Linked DNA regions of Macaca mulatta: region 1 is linked to region 2. The links are chromatin contacts, called in public Hi-C maps. All regions are on one chromosome and are shown on one strand. The core of a region is the stretch at or near the end of the contact, and the rest is flanking DNA. Distances in the headings are between cores, read along the strand shown. Region 1 holds the start of SEC62 (SEC62 homolog, preprotein translocation factor). Region 2 holds the start of MYNN (myoneurin).

Region 1 (6,575 bases), core at 1,741-4,240, 200 kb after region 2:
GGTGGGAGAATCCCTTGAACCCGGGAGGCGGAGGTTGCAGTGAGCCAAAATCGCACCACTGCACTCCTACCTAGGCGACAGAGCAAGAAACTGTCTTCAGCAACAACAACAAAAAAATACTCCTCGTTTGGGAGAGAAATAACAGTCAAATAATAAGAGTAAAATTGCAAATTCAAAACCAAGTTGGAACTAGAAGTGGCTAGGAGAAACTCCTTACTACCACCACCAATGACACAGATGGTGTGCTGGGAAGATGATTTGAGCTATTTTTATATAAATATTAAATGGAAAGGAGACCGAAAATTTGACCCAGAAATCTGAGGTTATATGTGTGAACATCAGCCATCATTCATGCTGCTATACACAATGAGGAGTCATGGAAGGATTTTTAACAAGGGAATAGAAGGTCTGGAGTGTAAAGAGCATAGAAGTGAGGAGAACCATTAGGAAGCCACTGCAATACTAGTTCACATAGCTAATGATGAAGATTTGAACAAGGCAATGGCGTTGGGAATGATGAGGGAGGGAAAAATTCCAAACATCTCAGCTGTAGAATCAACAGGATTGGTGACTGACTGGCAGAAAGGCATGGTTGGGATACATCCAAGGTTTCTAGCATTAGTATTTGAGTGAACAACAATGCAGTTATTTGGGTTTTATAATAAAAGAGGCAGGTTTTGCTGGGGAAATGGTGATTTTTAGTTGGATTTCAGTGGAAATATCCAGAAGAAATCTGGAATTAAACATGAATGCAATATTCTGGAATTAATCTGTAAACAGAATGCACAAATAGAAGAGACAAGAGGAAGGTGAACATATAAAAACGGTGGCCAGGAACATTTGAGAATTGGGTAAAAGGAGAGAAGCCAACAAGAAATCGGAAAGAAGTTGATATACATGCCAAAGAAGGAAAAGAAGTAAACAAGAACAGTCAACATTGTCAAATACTCAGTAAGATGCTAGCTGAGAGAAGGTAAAATAATTCTTACTGGATGGTGGAGGTAGAAACCAAATTGTTGTAGTCTTAAGGAGTGAATGACAGTGAGAACAAGAGGACACTAAATTAAAGCTCTGCTGAAGAAAATAGTAAGGCAGTAACTTGAGGGTGAGTCATTGTCCATAAAGGATTTTTATTTCCCACCATAGTCCTAACCTAACATTTGACATCTATCTAGTAGGCACTCAATACCTACTGAATGCAATAATATTTTCATTTATAGACCAGGTCTCCTATAAAATGGTCCAGTGTTCTCCACATAAAACAGCACAAAACTGATTGATCATTCTAGGTGGGTAGAGGGATTGAAGGAAATAAAGACATTTCATATTCTATATTATGTTTTGGGTTAATTGGCAAGAATAATTACTTCTTTCTCACCCCATCTCTGACTATACACACACCCAAATTATAGATTATAGAGGAGAAAGGAATTAAATGACTCCCTTGAGACCAGAACTGCATAGTCCAAAAGAAAAAAAATTCAGCAATCTTACTTTGTTAAAAAATTAGGCATCAAGATGCTGCAATTTGCCTTACTTACACATTTAATTGCTCTTAGGTTAGATATATAATATGGGAAACCTGGAAAAAATGTTTAATGGTATAATAAACGTTTACGACCTAACATTAAATGAAAAAAGCAGCTGCCATATTGCATATTATCTCAATTTGGGAAACAGGAAAAAATATAAATACAAACACACATGCACACACAAAGTCGGAATAAATAATATAAGAAAATAAACTGAACGGTCACAGTGGCTCACGCCTGTAGTTCCAGTTACTCAGGAGACAGAGACAGGTGGATCGTTTGAGCCCAGGAGTTCAAGACCGGCCTGGTAAACATAAGGAAACTCCGTCTCCACAAAAAAAGGAAAAATTAGCCAGGTGTGGTGGTGCATGCCTGTAGTCCCAGCTACTCAGGAGGCTGAAGAGGGAGATCAGTTGAGAAGAGGAGTTTGGTGATGCAGTGAGCCGAGATTGAGCCACTGCACTCCAGCTTGGGCAATATAGAGCGAGACTCAGTCTCAAAAAAAAAAAAAAAAAAGACAAGAAAGAAAGAACATCTTTCTTTTCTGAATTTTCCCCATTTTCTACAATTAAAAACGCTTTAAAGATTTCCATAAAGTCAGTCATGGGAATTTCTATCTAAGCACTTACCAGCAATTTAAGCTCCTTGTCTTTTGATCTAAGTGGCTCCAAAATAACAATAAAGGCTACAGTGATCGAAATTCACCAGACCTGAAATAGACTGCAGCCTTCTTCCTTCCCACCTTCTTAGAATCTTTGTCCTCTTCATCTTCCTTACGCTTCCCTGGGTTCTCTTACTTCTGGATTCTAACGGTGAATTGTGAGAAGCAACGCGGAAAACGGAATGGAGACACCAGCTTGTTTTAAACGAGCTGTATTACCCCGCACAGCGCAGGGGAAAAGATAATTGGCTCAGGTCTTGGCTCTGCCATCTACCACCTGTGGAGCCTTAGACAAGTCAGTTCATATTTCTGCCACTCAACGGTCTCGGTCGTGTCATCTTTTACCTGGAATGTCATGAAATATACAGTACACTGCAAGAACTGCCTCAGGTAAAGACTTCTAGGATTCGGTAATTCTCAGTCGATCCCTCTGAGAAAGGCCGCACCCTAAAAGCACAGACTCTGACTCTGAGGGGGTGGGGTCGGGGAATCTGCATTTTAATAGTTTCTCAGGTGATTCAGATGCTCAGTCAGGTTTGAGAAACCAGGTCTCTTCCCAGCCCTCCTGTTCTCTGATCCACTTCTCTGCTTCCTCCAGGTCCTAACGATTCTCCAGTTCCCGCACAACAGGAGCGGAGGGAAGAGTGCAGAGAAGGCACAACCAAAGACCGCAGGCCCAGCCGGCTGGCCGACCTCCTCATTCCCGGGGCGCCAGCCGGCGGGTTACATAACGGGCCTCGGGGCGCGCTCTCGCGAGGTTTCCAAGGCCCCCTCCTCGTTCCACGTCAGAGGGAACCGGGCGGAGCGGCCAACATGGCGGAACGCAGGAGACACAAGAAGCGGATCCAGGTAGCAAAGCCGAGCTCTGGGCAGGGGGTTTCAGCACGATGGAAAGTGGAAGGAGCGGGGAAAGCCCCCTAAAAGGGCGAGCGAAAGCAAGGGCGAGGTGGGGTGGGGTGGAGTTCCGCCGCGAGGCAGCTGGCTGCAGGTTGCGTCGTTGTGAGGGGCCTGGGGCGGTGGGGGGGCGGTGTTGGCGACGGCGGAGACAGAGACAGAGGTGGTGGTGGAGCAGCAGGGTAAGGAGGGAGGCGCCGCGCTCGGAATCCGGCTGCGGGGGCGCGGCTGTGGGCTCGGAGTTCTTGTGGTCGCGCCGTCCCGGGCCTGACCTGGGAGGTCAGCCTCCTCCGGGGCGCAGACGTTGACCCTTCCCGGGGCTCCTCCCCTCCCTTCACCCCATCCTCTGGCCTTAGCTGTCCTGAAATTAAGGCCACGGTAATTGGGGTAGCAGGAGGCGGCGGACTGACCTAAAGCAGCTGGTCCTTTGTGCGCATAGACCGTAAGGGAGAATGATCTGGACTTGGTCAGCTGCCTCGGGGCCTAGGCAGCGATCTGCTCATCCAGATGTTCAGTTGCGTTGCCCTTCTTTCCCCTCAATATTCTTCACTTAATAGTCCACTTGAAGCTTGCCGGCTTTTTTCCAGGCGACGTGGTGTAAACAACCACAACCTCGTTGGTGCTGCAACGAGCTGGTGGCGCCCAGAAACCCTTCACATGCCAGTGTGTCATCTTCGTAGTAACCTACATAACATCCCTGCCTCACTCCACATGCATGTCATTTGTGCATTTCTTCCTTGCGATTTTCCCTGGTTCTTGTTCTTTGCCAAGAGGATTAATTATGTAGAACATCTTGGACTCAGGATATTTATTAGTCGTCTCATCAGCTGATGTGCTGAGAAACCTTCGTAAGGCCTCATAAATTGATCACATGTAGTAAATTGTTACTATAATCATAAATTGTTACACTCATCATTGCCTTTCTGTTCCTTACTATTTCATTGCTTAGAATGATTTTTTCTTTCTTCCATTTTACCCCGTCTTTTTTTTTTTTCCAAGTATCCATTTATTGGCCTACACTACAGGTGTTTTGAGCTATACAAGTTAAAATTCTTCTGGAAACTTTTTAAATGCTGTGAAAAAGACACACATGATCAATAAATTTGGAATTTTGGAATTTGGCAGAAATAAAGTAGTTCTGAACAGGGTACGGAAGGGAATTAGAAAGAGGCAGATTTCAAGTTCAGACAGATCAGACTAGGTCTTAAGATCAGTAGAAGTTTCTAATTATACTGTTCTTAATCTTTCAAGAGTTAGTGTTATTCCTCTGACGTGGGCATACAATATTTTATTAGATTGTGTATTGAAATTATCTGTCAGATTTGTACTTACAGAACTTCTTAGATTTACTCTTGACAGTACAATTTTATGCCCTTCAATACACATTGTTTTACAATTCCAGTTGCTTTTTAATATTGTTGTAAGGGTTATATAATTCACCTTTTGAATAGCTGCTCTTATTTTAGTTGTGATCTTATATTAAACAGAGGCTGTGGAGTAATGTGACAGTGGCAGAGAGCTCAAACTTGAGCCAGACTGCCTGTTTGTACCCCAGCTCCACCAATTATTGGCTGAGTAACTTTGAGCAAGTTAATTTTTACCTCACTTTCTGCATGTGCAAGAAGGGATATTTACCTCAAAAAAGAAAAACTTTAAGGTTGCTGTGAAAATAATAGGTGAGTCAACTTATTTATTAAAAGTTATTAAAAGTATTTGGCACATAACCCCTTCCTTCTATTCTACTCCTTACCCAGGATGAAGGATTTAGATTGGATTGTTATTTTGTTTTTTGTTAAGTACTCTTTGATATACTGAAGAAAGATTAGCAACCCCCTATTCAGTAAATAAACTGTTATGTTGGGAGTTATGTAGAGTATAGCTATTTACTTTCTATTATTTGAGGATCAATTATTAAAAACCTACTTGGCATACACAAAATTAAGTGACATTTATTTTTCTGTCCTTGAAATTTTCTACATGGCTGTGTAAAATGTTTGTGAGAGATCTTAGAGTACTACTTTTATGCAGCCTAACACACTTGTCAAAATATACTAGCCTAGAAAATACCTCAGTTTTATCATTCCAGATCATCAGAAGCTCTGTAATCACTTGTGATAAAAAGATCAAGTGTAATGAAAAGTTTAGAGTTTAACTTACAAAAAAGATCCTGTTGTGGAATTTTTAGGCAAAAAAGTCTGTAATACCAGCTGAGTTTCTGTCATTTGTTGCTTGGCGTTTTATGTTCAGAAAGATGTTTACGTTTAGTGATTCAGTGATCTTTAATTGTAATTTGCACATTGGGGAGAAATGTTTGATACAAACAGATAAGTTCGGGGTTAAAAAAAAAAAAAGGTAGCTAATTTGCTTTTTCTGTGTAATTCAGTGTAATTTCAGATTCTCGTGTCCCACTGAAGTTTCTAGCAAGAGGACTGTTGTCACATTTCCTTCTTGGACTCACATTACTGGTCACTGAAAACCAGAAGTGAGCTACATGTACTCATACAGTAACTACATATAGATGAACAATGTGCTGCTGCATACCAGTAGTTGATTTACAATCCTGGTATCAAGAAATTTTAGAGTTTAAAAGGATCTAGTAGGATTTGTTGGGAAGCCTTTTTCATGAATTCAGTCTTACATGAAAGCAGAGTGGTGATCCTACAGCTTACTGATCTTACCCAACACCCTCGTTTTTCAGATAAACTGAGGTCCAGTGAGGTTTTGTGACTTAATCCAGGATCATCAATCAAGATAGTAAAACCAGATTTAGACCAGGTCTTCTGATTCCCAACTGAATACTCTTTCTGTGTCACAATAGATAAAAAAAAGTTGCTCTGAAATAATTTAATCCTGACTTCTTTATTATTGAACTGTACAACGTGAAGACTTAACATGACTTGTCCTTGCTAAAGAGAATCGTCCCATTCAGTATTCTGCTTATATGTAAAATATCCAGTTGAGTTTTGAGACATTTAAATGGCTAATTCTTAGAACTTTTATAACCCTCCATTAGTTATTTTTGTTGCACCCATCTGTCTTCCTGGCAAGCAATAAAACCTTGACATATTATGGGCTTATGTGCTTAATTTCAGGACAGGGAAGAAAAGAGAAAATTTAGGACTATATAGCCAGCTATACAGGTCTGATGTCTGACTCCGAATATTCTGAAGAGAAGGAACTCAGGAAGCCAGTCCTAAATCAGAAAACTCCCCCCAAAGACTTAATGGAGGGTTTTGCAGTTTAGCAAACCCATTGCTAAGGAAAGAATACAATAGAAGGGAGTTGGAGCTATTACAGAAGGGTACTGCTGTTGTCTAGATACTCTTGTACAGCTTTATTTGTATAGCACACTGTGTTACTAAAGATTAAGGTCCCCTCCAGCTTTCAGATTTTATTGTTAAACTACTATTTGCATTTTTCACAAATATTTTATGCTGCTTGAACCAAGCATTTTTCTTTTTTGCTCAGTTCATGGTTGACAGATCAGC
Region 2 (5,892 bases), core at 516-3,015:
TTCCTCGAATTATATTAATTCGAATTATATCCTTCTGGTGTAATCTGCAAGCCTCATTCCCTACTCTTGATTTTTAGACTGAAGGACGTGCCCGCCTTTTTGGAGGAAAAGTGAAGTTTCTCAGGTCATAGGAAATTCAAGTTTGGAAAAATTTAAAAGTACATTGCTTGTCAATAAACGCATCTTGGTGTCTGATTCTGCATACCCTGTAGAGAATTTTAAAATAAGCAGTCAATTTAGAACCTCTGCTTGGTCTTCATAAGCAAAAGGAGGAAATTCAAAAGTAATTTTACACGTCCTTCCACCAGCAGCTGAAAGGATGGCTTTTTCGCGGCTAAATAACGAAAGTTGCCTGCTTCGCCCCGGAGTCTGAGCAGCTGAACCTGCGGAAAGGATGTATAATAAAACCTTCTTTCCCAGGAGGCAAAAAAAAAAAAAGTGCACCCAAAGGAAGGGCAACTCGGGAGTGCCTGGTTTCTACCGCGGTACCCAGGCGCTTTGGAAGAAAGTGCATGCAGATTCAAGCTTTTGAAACGGTTTCGCTCCACCAATTGGGCATAGATTTTTCACTTGGAATTGCGAATTGACACATATATATATCAAGGACTCCACAACAAAAACCATGCAGCGGGGTTTCCGTAGTGTAGTGGTTATCACGTTCGCCTAACACGCGAAAGGTCCCCGGTTCGAAACCGGGCGGAAACAGCTCGACAGACGTTCTTTTCTTTGCTTGAAAGAAAGCGTGAGATCACTTTTTTTTTTTGAGGTCAGCGTGAGATTAATATATATCGGTCTTTCAAAAGACATGATCTTGATAGCAATTTGAGAGTTTGAACCGTAAGTTTTTATGTTACTTTATTCGTTCACCAAATGTTTTTATGGAAGCCTTGCCACGTGGAACACGTGCCCCGGGTTTTAAAAAATGAATTTGACTCACCAGCTAATACATAAAGAATACTGTACAGCCTAGAAGGAAAGATCAAAGTGTAAAAGTGGTTAGTCCTGTCGCCTCCTGAGCGTTTTTGTATTATGTCACTTGGTTTTTCGTCTGAAGTGTATGTAAATAATCGTATTAAAAATCTTCTACTCCAGACGCAGGAAAACCTTTTCCGGTATAAAGCCCACCTTCCTCTAATGTTGCGCATGCCCACTGTGCCCAGCTGCTCCGCTTTCGTGCATCCCAGACTTCTGTCACCAGGTAAGGGCATCTTGGAAGCTGAGCCACAGTTGGCTGGGGCACAAAAAAAACAGGGGGTGCCAAGAGTTTTCAGGTTCGTAAGCGGGAAAGGGGTGCCGAGTCTCAGCTAAAAAATCCCCCATGGCAGAGATCCGAGTATACATGCAGCAGTTTCCACCGGTGGGGGCCCCGAGAAAGGGGAGGATGATGGGAGAAGACAAGCAACTACAAGCCCCCGTATCCAGTGCGCAGCTGGCTTCAGGAGAGAGGCCCGCGGCGCAGTGCTGCCGGGCCTCGGCGCAGAGCCCCGGCAGAGCGCCAGACGCTGACTGCCGACACCAGAATGCTCGCGATGAGGAAGACAGGCGGAGCGCTGCGAGCTAGCGAGCCCTCAGCTCTCGTATCCATGACGCCTGCTGCTTCGAGGGACCCCTGGCATGCTGGGGAGTGGGTCTCTGTGGGCCATCCTGTCCCGTCCTGGCCAGCGCTGGATCCCCACCGCCCCAGAGCCTCCCGCACGGCCACGGGATGACAGAGCCGGACATGACGCCACCGTGGAAGGAAGGGAGAGGCGGAGCGTGGCGCGGTGACGTCCTCCCAAGATGGCGGAGACAGAGTGAAGAAACTGTGTTCCCCCACTTGGGTTGCTATCGGTGAGTTCCTACTTCACCCCTGGCCCGCCATTCCCGGTCTCTCCAGAACCTCGGCCATCGGAGGGCAGGCTCCTTGGAGTTCCCGCACGGGTCCGGGCGCAGGTGGAAGGCTTGGGTTAGGCAGCCCCGGGGTGGCCTGGGCCACAACCTCTGCTGTGGCATTTCGCGGGAGTGGGAGCTGGGCAGAGGGCAGGGCGGCAGAAGCCGAGGAGGGACTGGCTTTGGTTGTCACTCTCGGATGCCGCCTGGCGTAGAGAGAGTGGGAAGGGAGAAGGTGTGGCCTCCTCGGCGCCAGTGATAGAACCTTTGACAGCAAGCCGTGGCCCGGCGCATTCCCGGCTCTATGGGCAGCCACCTCGCGTTTTGGAGAAACCGCACTGGGGAAACTAACAGGTTTTGGTAACTTGAGAGCAGTTTTTAAAAACTCGTACTGTTCTGCCCCTATTAGTCCCAAGAGATCATGTCTTAGTGGCTTAAAAAAATTTTTTGTAACATAAGTATGTCCACTGAGCTTGAAAATCTGAGGGTTCAACTGATGTGAAGGCGTCAAGTTTTGCGGTGCTTTTTTCAGGTGGTAGAAGTGTTGCCATTCACCGTCACTTAGTGATATGTCCAAAGGATTGTGTTAGTTGGTCAAGGGAACCAAAGATAGAAAGGCACCCGTCCCTTCATTCTTAACCATATATATTTGATAAGGATTTTCAAGGGGGGCTAAAATTGTTAAAGTTATGGCCTCTGTCCCTTCCCTCACTGAACGTTGATGAAACTTACGGTTACTGATTTACTATTTCTTTTTGTCTTTTAGATCAAGGGTAGAATTCCATTCTGATATCAAAATGCAGTATTCGCACCACTGTGAGCACCTTTTAGAGAGACTGAACAAACAGCGGGAAGCAGGTTTTCTTTGTGACTGCACCATAGTGATTGGGGAATTCCAGTTTAAAGCTCATAGGAATGTGCTGGCCTCCTTTAGTGAGTATTTTGGTGCGATCTACAGAAGCACTTCTGAGAATAATGTCTTTCTTGATCAGAGTCAGGTGAAGGCTGATGGATTTCAGAAACTGTTGGAGTTTATATACACAGGAACTTTAAATCTTGACAGGTAAAGTACACATTTTATTTCCAGTTATAAAAACTAGTCAGTAGTCTTCACAGCAAAAGTAGCTTTGTGTTTTTTCCCTTCATTCTCTGAACTCAAATTCTTCAACTATTTTGTGCATACAATGTTTGTTTTTATAAAGAAATCAGTATCACTGATGTAGGATGAGCAGGCAATATTTCATAAGCACAGAAACCACAGATAATAAACAGTAAGATTTCTGACACGTTCATCTACTGAAATAGAGCCTGTGATTTCACTTCCGTAAACTTGAACATTAAACACAATGAATTTATTTTATTTTATTTTTGAGACGGACTCACTGTCACCCAAGCTGGAGTGCAGTGGCGCAATCTCTGCTCACTGCAACCTCTGCCTGCCAGGTTCAAGCGATTCTCCCACCTCAGCCTCCCTAGTAGCTGGGACTACAGGCATGCACTACCACACCTGGCTAATTTTTGTTTTTTTTTTTTTTTTTTTTTTTGGTAGAGACAGGGTTTTACCATGTTGGCCAGGCTGCAAACACAAAAAATTCTAAGTGACTTCCAGTTTCCCATTGCTTTTTGGTCCTTGTATTCCTCTGGTCTCTCTCCCTCATTCTGACTCCTGTTATCTCTATTAACCTACCAGTACTAATACTGAGGTAAGGTCAAAGATGCTAGAATGCTTCTCTAAGATGCTTACTATTGTCACTGCATTAACAAAAAGTGGGTTCTGAGGAATCTGATATTGCAGGCACTGTGTGTCTCCCCTATATAATGAACCATATAATTAGATTAATATCAATACATTTACTGATTGTAGGGGAAAAGGTGGAGGGAATAAAAGCAAAGAGAAACTGATTAAATTACCCCTGTCTTATTTCTGCCTCTCCTATGAAAGTGGGAACATGAGTAGACTGTTCATAATCTTCTGACATAGGAAGATTATAGGCTTTGGAATTAGATTTTTCCTGTCAGTTGCTATGTCTCCTTGAGCATGATGCAATCTCTCTGGGCCTCAGTTTCCCCATCTGTCAAAATGAGATGGTAAGAACTACCTTGAGGCTAAATAAGGTTTTACTTGATCCTTATTCACTTCCCTGTGAACATTAATTTCTTTATTTTTCTTCTTTACCCTCTCCTCCCCCTTTAATTCCATGTTTCTTGGAGAAAAATTAGAAAAAAGAAAAATGAAACACCTGAAATTCTGCTACCTACTGATAACCCCTGTTAACCTTTTGATATATATTAATTCATTCTTTTCCAGATCTCGGTAGAGATGTGCATGTATACAGTAAGCAAAATCTTTCCCTCCCTTTTATATTGCAGCTTATCATGGAAAGATACTTATTTAAAAATCTAGAATCAGGGTGCTCATTAATCCTTTTGACAAGGAAACATTCTTGTGCAAGAAGTATCCAGTGTGGGGAGGGGAGGGAGAGAAAAGTAAACTTTCATGCTATTTTGGAATTATTTTTAAATTTTGGCATAATGAAATCTTCAAGTGAGTTCTTGGTAAGTTGATTAAGGGAAAAGAGCGTGTGAATTTTGACTGGCCTTCAATTTAATAGTTTCCCTTTCTCAATTAACTATGCAAAAAAAAAAATCTTCATTTGAATAAACAGTAGAGCACTTTTCTTTGAGACTCCATGCAAAGAACCAATGTGAAGAACAGCCAGGTGTTTTGTTCAGTCTCTTTTGGTACGTATCTTTCCTGGGGACTGGGGAGCTAATTCCTCGAGTTCAGCTAGAAATGCAAGAGAGGATTTATACCAAAATAGAAAGGCTTACAACTTAGTGATTAAGAAAACAGGTAGAATAATAGAATTAGTTGGCTCAGGGGCCACATTACCTTGGTCAAATCTTCATTCTAACATTCTGTGCTCTTGGACAAGTTACTTTATTTCTTTGGACTTCTGATTTTTCACTTCTATGTAAAATGAGGATTATAATAGATTTCATAGGCATGTCCTGAGGATAATCTTATAAAGCATTTTGGCATATACCTGGCAATATGTAATTAAATGACCTTCAATGACTGTTCACAAGATGTTATCTAATACTTGTAAACAAAAGCAAATCTGTTAGAAGTAAATGTTGATTGGTGCTCTTAACTGTGACTGAGATTATAGCCGTCTATGAAATAGTTTGTATGAATTACCATTTCAATGTTGAACTTTTTTTTTTTTTTTGAGACAGGGTCTCTGTCGCCCAGGCTGGAGTGCAATGGCACGATCTTGGTTCACTGCATCCTCCACCTCCCAGGTTCAAGGGATTCTCCTGCCTCAGCCTCCCAAGTAGCTGGAATTACAGGCACCCACCATCATGCCCAGCTAATTTTTGTATTTTTGTAGAGATGGGGTTTTACCATGTTGGCCAGGCTGGTCTCCAACCCCTGACCTCAGGTGATTCGCCCACCTTGGCTTGCCAAAGTGCTGGGATTACAGGTGTAAGTGACTGCACCCGGCCTTGAACAATTAATATATGACTTCCTGCTAACTTATATTGGTCTTAAAGGCTACCTGACCTTGTTATCTGTTTGGCAGTTCATTTTATGGAGCAGTAAACACAATTGGAGACCAAAAGATCTTTTTTAGTGGCCCAGCCCAAAAGACAATTTTTAAAAAGCTGTTGTGACGCTAAATTAAATAAGGGGAAACATACAGGTGGCACTTGAGGCAAAGCAAGTTTAATTAGAAGATGATGAGAACATGGGTAGAGATTTGTAGATACTGTAGGATACTTTTAGAGATCTTAGAGGTTCATGACACTAGTTATTTTTTATTTCAAATTTTAGTCCTTTAAAAAAAATAGTGTCACCAGCACTATATTTACATTGTCAGCTATGATTAAAACCCTTTTCTGGCTTATACTTACAACAAAGAGAGAAAGAGATCATCTTCCAAAAGATAAACCGTATTTAGGGGAAAAATCAAGTAGGAAGATTATTTGAGAGTAAGGGGTGTGTGTGTGTTTCCATCC

What was found. Hi-C and Micro-C count contacts between places; a contact is called where the count stands out from the background.
Region 1: a contact with region 2 is called in a Hi-C map of fetal cortical plate, with 2.7 times the contacts expected there. The contact joins the promoter of SEC62 here to the promoter of MYNN in region 2. A contact is called at or near these places in 3 of 14 Hi-C or Micro-C datasets (fetal cortex germinal zone, fetal cortical plate and liver).

The regions. Positions count from the first base shown.
Region 1 is chr2:81,684,044-81,690,618 of T2T-MMU8v2.0, forward strand. SEC62 (SEC62 homolog, preprotein translocation factor) reads left to right here and starts at 2,991. Exons shown (of 8, transcript NM_001195502.1): 1 at 2,991-3,042. The coding sequence starts at 3,007. LOC106997009 (a long non-coding RNA gene) reads right to left here and starts at 2,974. Exons shown (of 2, transcript XR_001443111.3): 1 at 2,162-2,974.
Region 2 is chr2:81,489,168-81,495,059 of T2T-MMU8v2.0, forward strand. MYNN (myoneurin) reads left to right here and starts at 1,766. Exons shown (of 8, transcript XM_077991653.1): 1 at 1,766-1,830; 2 at 2,636-2,802. TRNAV-AAC (transfer RNA valine (anticodon AAC)) reads left to right here and starts at 633; the gene lies at 633-705.